Regions from separate parts of the Anser cygnoides genome. Here region 2 is linked to region 1. A link is a contact called in public Hi-C data. All regions are on one chromosome and are shown on one strand. Each heading gives the region's core, a stretch centred on a gene start, on an enhancer-like site or on the middle of the called end of the contact. The rest is flanking DNA. Distances are from core to core; before and after follow the strand shown.

What was found. Hi-C and Micro-C count contacts between places; a contact is called where the count stands out from the background.
Region 2: a contact with region 1 is called in a Hi-C map of liver, with 2.3 times the contacts expected there. The contact joins the promoter of SMIM32 here to the promoter of LECT2 in region 1. A contact is called at or near these places in 3 of 7 Hi-C or Micro-C datasets (granulosa cells and liver).

What each region holds. Positions count from the first base shown.
Region 1 is chr14:3,822,326-3,828,499 of Taihu_goose_T2T_genome, reverse strand. It overlaps LECT2 (leukocyte cell derived chemotaxin 2), which reads left to right and starts at 3,437. Exons shown (of 4, transcript XM_013175706.3): 1 at 3,437-3,597; 2 at 4,803-4,899; 3 at 5,105-5,250; 4 at 5,780-6,174. The coding sequence starts at 3,552. The coding sequence ends at 5,946.
Region 2 is chr14:3,955,914-3,962,087 of Taihu_goose_T2T_genome, reverse strand. SMIM32 (small integral membrane protein 32) reads left to right here and starts at 2,696. Exons shown (of 1, transcript XM_048057053.2): 1 at 2,696-5,640. The coding sequence starts at 3,832. The coding sequence ends at 4,152.

The DNA.
Region 1 (6,174 bases), core at 2,188-4,687:
AGGTTTCATGGGGGCACCCGACCTTCGGTTGCTGGCGTTAACCAACAAGAAACCACCATGCGTTTCCACAGATTGAAGCAAGGCTTCTTGAGGAACCGCAACACCCCTCTCTTCCACAGGCTGAATGTTTCTAAACTGTTTCCCACAAAACTCTGCAATAAAGTCTCTCTAAATTACACTCATTAGTTAACTTGGGTTTCATTACCATCCTTTCCCTCAGTGCCCATTACGCCAGCTGCATGGTGCATTTCAGGAATCCGCTACACGTTGGAAACAAAAATGTTTCCCTAAGAAAAAAAGAGGCTTTTTGGTGACAAGATAATTCTTATTTCTTTAAAGGTCCCAGGGCTCTATCAGAGACAGGAGGCAGATGAAATGACTGCTTCTGGACACCAGAGTGCTCTCTGGCATGCCCTGTTATTCCAATGTCTTTGTTTGCTAAACAGAATTAACAGAAGCAGTAAGTTATCATCATGGACAGCTTTCTAACTCAATCCCTCTTTCCTGTCCTCAGGAGTCCCTGGGAAACTCAGGAGACACCCAGCAAGGGGAAGAGCAGAGCTGACGGGGGCACGCAGCTCAGCACCCCTCGGGCAGCTCACACGCAGCATCCTCCTCCACCAAAAATAAAAGGGAAAAAGCCACTGATAACAAACATCTGCAGTTCCATGCCTTGGGGCTTACTTCCCTCAATTCCACATTAGAAATTCAGCTGCAATAGCGCCAAAAAAAATGGATGTTTAGGTAAGTCTGACACCTAGGTAACCAAGGTGCCCTCTCGTCATTACTGCAATCTGCCTCTACCCTAGGATTTAATTGTACTTTGATCTGAAAGTCTTTCAAACATATTTAGGTGTTTCAAGATGTAATAACTGATAACCAGAAGAAAAAGGAAGGCTCCTGTCTGTTAGTTTGATATGCTGAGTAACTCCTGTAAAGCAAAACCCAGTGTGCTTGTGTTAAACCCTCCAAATTGCAGGTTTTAGGGGAGAGGAACTAAGAGCATTTTTAGTATAAGCTAGTTGGGCTGAGAACTCCTATCCTTCAGAGCATCACCGACAAACTCAGTCATGCCTTGGTACTTGGTAAAGCAGAAATAAAATTATTACAGCTATTTGCATGCCTTCCACAAGGGAAAAAAAACCCTCATCTTGCTAAATGAGGGGCTGAGTCAAACACTTCCTCCTTAATGAAAAGTTTATTAGATCCCAGCAGGGCTACAGCTTTGGAAATTGCTTTTAGTGCATTTGATGAGTTTTGGGGACTAAGATTTAATGTTGCTGCCATTTAAATTTGATCTTACTTGAATTACACATGATTTGATTGTGCTCAGTTGCATGGGAGCAGATCACCGCTTTGCTACTGATCCTCTCCCCTGCAGGAGAGGCCACCAGCCACTACCCAGCCACCCACCTCACCTGCTTCTCAGCAGCTCCCAGCACTACAGGAGATGAGGAAAAGCCTCACTCACCTGCCACAGGGACTCCTGAATCCTTCCTCCTTCCCCCAGGGAGCTCCTCAGAGCCCCCACAAGCACAACCCCCAGCCCTGCTCCCCCTCTCCTTGCTTTAATTCTTTCACACACCTGCAAGCAATGCAAAATTAACTGCCAACTGCTGCCACTTTTCTGGCTGATTTTATGCAAAATAATAACAGCAATAATAATAATAATAATAAACTTTGGCTACAGCTAGCAAGAAGCAAAACATGAAGAAACTGGCAGCTATTATGCAGTGCTTCAGTCTTCGCAGCGTTGCTCACACAGAGCAAGGCTGCAGTTCCCACCAAAGGCAGTGCTGCAAACGCACGCAAGTCAAGCGAGGCATCAGCTGCTCTTGCACAGCTCACGCCAAACCCAAGTTAGTCATTCTTTACCTCTCTGATCCTTATCTGAGGGAATAACAAAAAATGTCAGCAAATAATTCAGTCTTTGCCGTGTTTAATTCACTCAGTTAGCTCTGCTGAAACTTTCTAACTCAGCAAAACCAAAACAAAGCCGAAGGGTCTCACAGAGGGGCACGGGGGGCCTGCCTTGCAGACCACAGCAGTCTCCCTGGCAGCACGGCAGCAGTTTATTAAAAGACCCTGGAGGAACAAATATCCCACCCGGGAATCCAGGTTTCCAAAAAGCTCTGTGTGCAAACTGCGTGAAACAAGGGCAGATGCCTGTTTTGTAAGGTCTACGTGCCCAGGCACCGGTGGGCCCCCTACCAGACGGTAGGTGCAGGAGCCAGCTGCTGCGGCTGCTGCCTTCTGACTGCAGGGCAATGCCAGCAATGGAGCAGGTCAATGGCCAAGAGGGCTCGGGGTTGTGTTTGGAGAAGCTGGTGGGTTCCCCCGCCATGTCTCACCATGGTACGCTTCCTCTGTTGTACTATACTGAGCGTGCAACGTGAAACCAAGGGGGCTGAAAAAGGGTTTGTTATCCCTCAGGATATTTATTAGCAAGAGAATATGGAGGGAAAGCTGGTTTTTAGCTTCTGGAAAAATGCACAACATTGCTTCAGTCATTCTTTTCTCCTCTTTGACGTTGATTGGTAAGTTGCTAACAAAATTATAAATTAACAATCTGAATTTAAGGTAATACAAGTTTATCTGACATGGTTGAGGTATGACCACATCTCAGCATTCGGGCTGAGAGCCAGCCCTGACCCACAGCCACGTCCAACCTGGGCACGGGGTTGTTTCTGCACAGAGAAACCAAAGAGCACGCACCGGGCAGCCAGAGAGCCACACAGATAACAACTTCCAGCTCCTGGCTATAAACCAGGCATCCCACTCCCTCCGTTCCCAGAAACAACTCTGGAGCTGGCCTTGTTCATGCTCCGCTGCTCCCTTCTCCTTCCGTTTCCCGTAAATTTGCTCAGCCACGATATCACAGGGTCCTGCACTTTGTCCGTTCAGGAACAGTGAAGGTTGTAAACATCGCCCACGCCGTTAGCGCTGCAGGTTTGTCATCATGGACAAAGCAATATCTGGGATGCATTAACGAAGGAATGGGGATCGGGGGTCCCGTCTCATGGGCTGCCTGACCAGAGCTGGGACACACAGAGTTTTTTCTGCATAAGGCACGGAGCTGTGCCCACCTGCCTGAATTTCCTTCCAAGCCACGGTGGGACGGCAAAGGTATATATATTTTTTATATATTTTTTATATTCGAGTTCTTTTCCCCCTTTCCACCCGTGGCATCTTGCTAAACATCAGGATTGGGCAACAGGCAGGAACAGAGAGAACTAGTTACAAACTGTCTTTAATGTTTGGTTTTAAAATTCTTCTTTTTTGTTGTAAACAAAAGCAAACAAGAACACACAGCTGGTGTTGCTAAACGGGCTGGAGCCTGCACACACCGATCAGCCAGGCTGGGGGTGCAGCCCATGGGCTGCTGGCAACTCTTGCTGCTGGCCCCAATCTGCAAGCAAAAAAGCTGATGTCATGTAAATTTTCTGATTGGCTGGAAAAATCGGGATACAGCCTCTGTTGGGATGTATAAATAGAAAGCAAAGTGGTTTGGACCTTTTGCTGTGAAAGCAGAGCTCTCGAGGTACATCAAGATGCACGGAGTCACAGCAGTCATCCTGCTGATTGCCATCTCCAGTGGTAAGTTAGCTCAATTGCTGTAAACGCATTTTCTTCTTCTTCTCTCACACTCTCTCTCTTTTCTTTCTTTTTTTTTTGTTTTTGTTTGTTTCTTTATGAAGTCTAGGAGCTGATTTATTCTGTGCCATTTTTTGCTTTTGAAAATCACTTGTCTCACACTGCATTGAAACCTACATCGAAAAATCCATTTTAGTTATGGTAGAGAGTTGTAGTAAAATTTTGTAGGAGAACTAACACTGCTTGAATAGAACAGAGTCAGCTGAGGCGCACCCATCGCTAACAGCACGCATTTTTTCTTAAAAGCCTTTAACTCAAAGGTCAGCCTGCTGAGCACAGGGTGTTCCCAGAGGTGTTTGTGCATTTAAAGTCATCACCTTTGCTTCTATAAAGAATACTTGATTAGTTAAAATAAATGAAGAGCACCTAGAACAAAGGGCTGCTTAGCTTGAGGAAGGCATCAGAGGTTTCCTGCACCTTTTAACACCAGTCCTTCGGCGTATAATTTCCCCATTTGTGTATGCTCCCCGATGCCAGCAGGGCTGGTGCCTGCGAGGTGTTGATGCACACAAACAAACCCCAGCCCGCTGCTTTTTTGCTATACCGGCCCTGTTCTCCAGCCCCAAAGAGCTTCACTTGGGCACCCCGTGTGCTTTGGTGGGGGAGGCTGGGGCCCTTCGAGGCTTACAGAAGGTAAAGGAGGGCGCCCCTGTCCCCCCGTTTCCCCTACAAAGCTCTTCCTCTCTCAGGTGAGGCTGGGGCTGTGTTATCAGCAGGGGTTTGGCTGTGGGTGACGACAGCGAAAGCTGGATCCGTTCTCCATCACCTGGGTGGTTGGACTGGGTATTGAAGGTTTTTTCTGGCTTAGGTGGTTCTGCGACTCTGTAACTGTTTGTTCTGCATCTTTGCCTTGAAGTCACTGCTGCAAGTACCCTCAAGTGTCATTGCACAGAGCATAAAACAAAGATATCTCACAGCATCCCTAAAATTAACTTCCATTAAAAGATAACAAATTATCTGGTTCCACGAACCTGAGCCACGCTTACAACAAAGTCCAAAGGGACTTTACTGTTAATTTCAACAGACTTTCAACCAGGCCTTTAGATTTTCAGAGCTCTGCGTGGCACTTAGCAATAGCAGGCGTTAAACAACATGGGTGGGGAAATCTCCTTGCTAGCTGCTGCCTTTCACCTTCTCTTCTCTTCTAGTTGCCGCAGGCCAATGGGGGAAAATCTGCGCAGGTCAACCCTCCAACAAAATCCGAGGCTGTGACAACCACGGCTGCGGCCGCTACGACGCCCCCAGGTCCGGGCCACGAAGACAGGACAGCACTTGAAGCTTTCTTAATAAAAATAAGCACAAAATAGGGGTGGGGGGAGCGGGGTGGGGTGGAGGAGCTTTGAGATTGGAGCTCTGGGGCTGCTTCCCTGGAGCTCGGGGCAGGGCAGGGTGATGGGGGGCAGCAGGAGAACCAACCCGCTGCTTGCTCACGGGGTCTGCTCTTCTGCAGGGGGGGGAAGAAGCACAAAGGGGTGGACGTGGTGTGCACAGACGGCTCGGCGGTGTACGCGCCCTTCGCGGGGAAGATCGACAGACAGGCCAAGCCCTACGGGAACGGCAACGCCATCGACAACGGCGTCCAGCTGTCAGGAGCAGGTAGGCAAGCTGAAGGATGTGCGCTTGCAACCCCTGATCGCAAAACGCTCCCGGCTGTTTATCGGATTTTAAGCGGAGCCCCAATGTGTGACCCCTGCCTGAGCTGCAGGGTGTTTGCCTGTTAACGAACCCAAACAAAAAACACGTCTTTGAAAGCCAAGCTCTGTTTATGCAGGAAAATTAGTTGATGCCACGTTATGGCATTTCACATCTGTGAAAAAGGTTAACGGATGGAGCTGGCCCCTTGGCACATTTGGGATGATTAAAGGAAGAGCCTTTTATTGCTGATGCAGTTCTACCCAACTTAATCCCCTTCCAAATCTCCTCCATATTTAATTATCTCTTTTCTTATTCTCTCTTCCTGATGCTCTAGGAACATCACAGCATTTTCTGCAATGTCTCCTGCTGCTGTAACTCAAATCATTTTATTGTCATTTATATTTTGCTACTGAATGTTATGACTTTGCCAGGCTTTTATAGCACTGCATAGGAACAACAGTTTCTCCTGTTCTCTCCTCCCTCTTGCCAGGATTCTGCATTAAGATGTTTTACATCAAACCCGTCAAGTACAGCGGCACCATCAAGAAGGGAGAGAAAATCGGCGTCCTGCTGCCCATGCAGAGCGTCTACCCAGGGATCACGTCCCACGTCCACATCCAGAACTGCGACTTAACAAACCCCACTTCCAACCTGTAAAGGGAGGCTGCACGTCCACGCAAAGCTTTCAGCTCCTCCCTTGGCTGCTCATTAAATTGCCTGGGCATTGGTGGCTGCTCTAGCAAAGTGGAAGCCACTGAACCTTCTCCATGGCTCCATAAGTATTCATAAGCAAAATGCTGGTAGTTATCCTAACACAGATACATAATACATACTTTAAAGCTATTTCTGTATCCTGCACATCGCGGTTGCAGCGTGCAGCGGGAG
Region 2 (6,174 bases), core at 1,447-3,946, 130 kb before region 1:
ACCAAACCCCAAGCACTGGTCACCCTCTAAGATTTGCATCCTGTTTGTTTGCAGCTTGGCTGAGTGTTTGTTAAAGCAAACGCGATGGCCCAGGCCACCCAGAGAGCTCCAGCAAACGGTGCTGAGGTTCACAGGCGCTGGTTTCCCTTCTTTCAGCCCTGGGGATTTTATGCCAGGATTTGTATCAGGCTACGGCAAGACTGGGCCAAGCTTAGGCCGCAGCTGCCAGCACGTCACCATGACCCTAAATAAATGGCCTGGGCCCAGCCGGAGGGACAACATCCAGGTGGGACACCCCAGGCTGAGCACCCAGAATGGGTGAGCAGCCCCTCAAGGGGCTGAGCAAGGGGCTGAGGGGCTGAGCAGCCCCTCGAGGGGCTGAGCAGCCCTTTTACTTGGGCAGAACTGACTGCAGCAGAAGGAGCTGCTGGGCACGGGCACCCGAACGAAGAATTTGGGCCTCTCACAACACAGAAATGGTGCTCAGCCCTGTCTCCATGACAGCAAGGGCCCACAGGGCCCCAAGGCTCATCCCAGTGATGCCACCAGGGATGAGGACGCTGGCCCAGCTTCCAAGCGTGCCAGGAAGCCACAGCGCCGCGGGGTTTATTGCTGCTAAACTCCAGCCACCGCCAGAGCCCCGACGTGTGTCCTCACAGCACCACTTCCAGCGCACATTAAAACCTTACCAAAACAGGTCATTACGTGCTGGAAACCTTAAACAAAGAGAAATAGAAAACAAGCAACAATAACAAAGGTACTAAGTAAGAAGTAAGTTAATGAGGAAAAATTACAAGGAACTGAAGACTTTAAATGAGCTTCCAAATTAAGGGAAACAGAGGGAAAGGATCAGCTCTTATTTTTTGCAATTAACGTATTATTTATGGCAATTTAGGTTTTTTGAGATTAAGCCCGGATATGGTGCTGTTGAAAACACATTTGATTTACTCCCAGGGCTTCTCATCTGTTTCTCTATCAGCCTCAGACAGACAGCCAAAAAAACAGGAGGAGTTTTACACACTCCAGAGCCTGCACGCACACAGGGCGCTTGTAAAACACCAGAGGATTTATTCCAGCACTGGCTGCCAGGTGCTTGGACCGTGACCATTAGCAACAGTCCTCAGCCCAAAGCGATGGTACTGGTGCTGCACAATTGCATCCTCAGGGCAAAAAACAAATATTTCGAGAGCACGAGATAACATTTTGTTGGAGCAAAAGGGAAAATATTCTGGCTCTGTGTCCGCGTTTGCAACCTGCATGCAAACGGGAGGGAAAGGGGAGGCTCAGAGCCCTCCTGGCAGTGCCACCTGCCCCTGGGGACACCTCTGGTGGCTCCCAGGAGCGTCCCCTGATGTGCCACTTGGGCACATCCATGGCAGCGTTTTCCCCCTGTATTTCAGAGTTGGTAACGTTTGCAGACAAGCCTTTTTAATAAACTTTGTGCTAAAGTGGAACACGTAGACTCCTTGCTATTTATAGCGCTCAGCCCCCAGCTGCCTTTCTGCTTTTCCTACGGACTAACAAACTCAACAAAATAAATAAGCAAAGAAAGGACGCAAAGTTTGGTTAAACTGGACAGAAGTTCAGGGAGGAAGAGGGGAGGGTGCTGGAAAGACATCCAGACCTCCAGCCATCCACGTCCCGCTGCTGCTCCAAACCTCCCTGACTGCAAGGAGACATGATAGGTAAAACAGTTGCAAACTATATTAGCTTTTTTATGACTCTGTTGACTTTTCCAGCCCCTGTGCTGGCTGCCTGCCTCTCTGTCCTGTTCTTTGAACCCATGCAGAGTAAATATGTGTAACCACGGTTGCTCTGCAGGCAGGAGAAATGTCCCCAGGAGGAGCCATGCCTCCTGCTCCAGTGTTAAACAGACAGGGAGAGGAACCCGGGCTCTTTGGAGAGCAGCATGTGGGAGTCAGCTCGCTTTGGCTGAAAAGGGGGAAAAAAAAGGAAAAAAATAAATAAAATAAAATAAAATAAAATAAAATAAAATAAAATAAAATAAAATAAAATAAAATAAAATAAAAACAGCAGAAACTGTAGAGGAACATCTCCCTTTGAATTCAATTCTTGACTCAAGGCTTGGAGGCAAACACATGGGTAGCAGCAGGTCCAGAAGCAGGAGGATGTGGGCATGGGGCCATAGGGACATGAGAGCCATCCCCTGCCTCTGAGACGGGCTGGAGGCCCGCGGGACTCCCCCAGGCACTCACAGATTGCCAGAAGGTCAGGAAGATGCTGCACAAGGCCTTGGAGAGCGTTGCCTTTAAGCAGAGACTTTGTTTTCTTTGATTTAAGTCTGCTTGACCTGCGTATTTCTCCTCTTTTAATTCCCTCTCTCGTGGCGGAAACATTTATTATGCTAATTGAAATGTTTAACCTCCCTGGACCGTCAGCTGCAATGGCTCGTCATAAGCAGCATTAATGTTTGCTGGGACCGGTACCCTGGGGATGGAGAGCATGTTTGACACTTTCTTCTGTCAAGTTCCCAAGCTCTCCTCTCTTCCCAGCTCCTCTCCACCCCCCCCCTTTGCCCCCTTCCCAAGTGGCACTGAGCTAAACCGAAGTATTAACCGGGCTTATCTGATGCACGGGAGTGAGAGTGTGAGAGGGAGCTGGCGAGCAGCCAGCAGCTAATAGCAGCATAAAAGCAATTTGATGAAAAAAAAATTAACATGCTAATTGTCAGGCTGGAGAGGGTGCTGGGGCCCAAGTGAAGAGGGAAAAAAAAAAAAAAAGAAAGGAAGAAAAAAGGCATCTTCTATTTATGCTAGAGAGAGCAATTTTAACAATAGAGGTCTGAGGAAGAAAGAGATTTTGAAGCAATTTTCTTTCTGTCCCATCCCCTGTTACCCTCCCCCGGCTCAGAACCTCTCAGCAGAGCCCCGGGCTCTCGCAGGGCTTTATCGGCGGATCTCTTCCCTTAGCATCATGTCACTGCCAGACACGGCGGACTTCAGAGCCCGCCGGCACCACCGTGCAATTCCTCCCTTCCCCCGGTAGCAAGTGACGCTGCAGTGGAGCCTCTGTCGGGAGGAAAAGTCCCGTTTGACACAATTCTGCACAGTCCCACTTCGCAGCGCCGTGAGGCAAGGGCAGAGAAGAGGTTTCCAAACTGCCACCCCCTCCAATTTCTGGGGAGGCTTTTTGCTCTCTCTTTTTTAAACAAAGGGACCTTGGTCTTGGATTTTTTTTTATTTATTTTGATTTTTTGTCTCTCAAAGAAGCCAAAAGGAATGCCTAGAAGGCTAAAGCAGCAAGCTCATCTGAACGTTGGCTACCCGGTGCGCTGCTAACTGGGATTAAGAAAGTCCACCAATGCTTCCCAGCACTGGGATTTCGGCAGCGAGGAGGATCCCGGGGGAGCAACTGGCGACGGCGAGCCCAGCAGGATGCCAAAGCGGCAGCTGCCTCTCTCCGCAGATCCCGTTTAACCCCGGATTCGCGTGCATCCCACTTCGGAAAAGCACCTGGAAGCCCGCTGTGCCTGCCCCTTGACGGAGAGCGAGCGGCGCCCGCCGAAGCCCCGCTGCCCCCCGAGCGCTCCCATGCACGCCCCGTGGCCCCGGAGCCCCCACGCCGCAGGACCGAGGTACCCGCACCGGTTTTCCTTCCTAGCCGGGGATGAATGCTGTAACTAGGAGCCACAGAAATTTAAAAGAAACTCCCTAAGCCGTGCGAGGGAATTAATTTGCTTTTACTCGTAGACAAAATGTGGCTCGCTCTCAGCCTTTTACGAGCAGCAGTGTTATTCCCTTCCTATGCCAAAGAGTGACCGTGTGTGCTCTCCTTCTTTACTTCTACCGTGGAGGAAATTTAAGCAAGAACATGTATAGTGAATTGCTAAATTCAACCAGTGCCACCGAAGCTCACCTCATCATTCAGACCAACACGCCCTACCTAAGCAGCACCCAGAGACCCGTGAGCTCCTCGGCGCTGTACATGTCGACAGCCAGGGTGTTAAAAGAAGGGGAAATAAATAAGCCCGACCTGGTGACTTACATCATTCTGTTTTTCTTTCTGCTCTTGACTGTGACGCTCATTGTGCTCTTCATAAACTGCCAGCTGAAAAATTCTTTTTTTGCTACTCTTCCTTACGACAGATCCCTCCGAGAAGCAAGGAGCCCGTGGAGGACACAAGCTGTCTGACACGAGAGAGAAACAATGTCTTACCACAGTAGCGGGAACCAGAAACCCTGTGCAATAAGACTTTTTTTTTTTTTTTTTTCCATATGTCAGTGAGTGGATTCAACCCTCTTTAAAATAATAGGCTGCATCGCAGGAAAAGATTGCTGAAAAAATATGCCATATGCAAATCAGAATAGCTGTAAATAAAAAGCTCTACTATGAACTAAAGAGGTGACGCTTTAGCAAATTTATACGGTTTCATGCAAAAAAAAAAAAATGCCCCTTGTTTCCAGTTTAAGCTCTATATGTATGCAAATGTCATCATCACCCCATTCAGTGCCCATACAAGGATATTTGCATTAACAACAATCCCTGATTTGTGCATCTGGTGGAGCTTGTTACCCACGTTTATGAAGCCATAGCATTGAATGTAAAACACGGTGTATTTACCTAACGGCTCCACACCGAGCAGGAGAGTTTACTTTCCAGACCTGTTTCTCTCAACTGCTGCTGAAAACGCTCGGTAATGTAACGGGAGTCACGCCTGGCAGCGGGAGAAAACTAAAAAGGTTTATTTAGGTTTTTGGTCGTGATTCTGCTAAGGGTGTTTTTTTGATGTTTTACTGCATCTTCAAGGAGGTTTTAAGTTACTACCATTTATGTGAACCACTAAATAAATATCTAGGTAACTTGTTTTCAACTTTCTTAAGCTACAAAGGAAATTATTCACCACGGCACGAAACCAAAAAAAAAAAAATCAGGATGGAGAGAAGGAAGGAGAGAAAATAAACATCATTAATCGTATGTAAACTAATGAAAGGAGAGAACAGAGTGCTCTGAGTTCAGTATAAAAAGCAGTATGAAACTTCTGAAACCACAAAGCAGTTTTATAGGAGCAGTTGCTTTCATGCACGGCATCTCCACTCCTTGCTCTTTCTAAAAGTCTAGAACAATTAGAATCATGCTTTATCTGTAGGGCAACAGCATGACTGATTCAACATTCGTTACTGGTAACACACTGTTTTAGATTAATTAGCAATCTGGTTTTGTACTAAAAGCTATAGTTCTGCTTCACCCTGTTAGCAGACATGCTATTTTATAGATAACATTTTTTAATAAACTTGCACTTACAGTGCCATAATTCTAGATCATGCAGCACAAATCCCAGAACAGTATTCATGTTTCCCACAGTGGGCAAAGGGCTTTTAAATAATAAAAATAAATAAATAAAACCACAGTGTCTCAACAAACGGCTGAACTGGGGGTAGCCAGAAACTCTCTTAAAAGAATTTTTTACTCCAATTTTTTCTAGTGAATCACCTATCAAAATAAAGGAGTTCAAGTGGTGTTAGAAGCTGTGCCCCTAAATGCATTGTTAACATGCAGAATACAGCAGAAGTGCTGTGTGTATATATGTACATAATGTATGTAATCCAAACAAGAAGATTGTACAGTGCAATTATACATACATGCAGGCTTCACTCAAATACAAAACGTGGATACCTGGGAGTCTGTCTGTAAACTCTTTTACACGGAAAGAAATTGCACAGTTGGTATACTTCCATGTCATTGTCTTGGTTACCATGTTTTATTATGCTCAAAAAAGTTAGTCTACTAGACAGCAGGCTTAAATATTTTATTCCTTGACAGGTGGCTGATTTTTATCTCATCTGAACCAAACTTAACTGGTGTAATTCCAAATAATTACTCTAATGTTGAAAGAGAGAATAAATTTGAGTGTGTTTATCTCAGCCCATTTTGAATAAATTGAGTTTTTATCAAATCAGGCATTTCTTTTACTTTTAAGTAATGACAGCTTGTTTTCAGCCACCAGCCATAATGAGCTTGGTCTAAGAATTTCTGCTGGCAAAAGCCTCAGAACCTGATGAAGCACGTGTTACATTGCACCACAGTGCACATTTCCTTTTACTAAAATGCTCTAGAATAACCCCAGAATAATCCCATCCACACCCCCCCAGCCTGAGATTTGGAATAGCACCCCCAGAAGAAGCTGCCATGCTCAGGGTGCTGATGTCCTGGGCA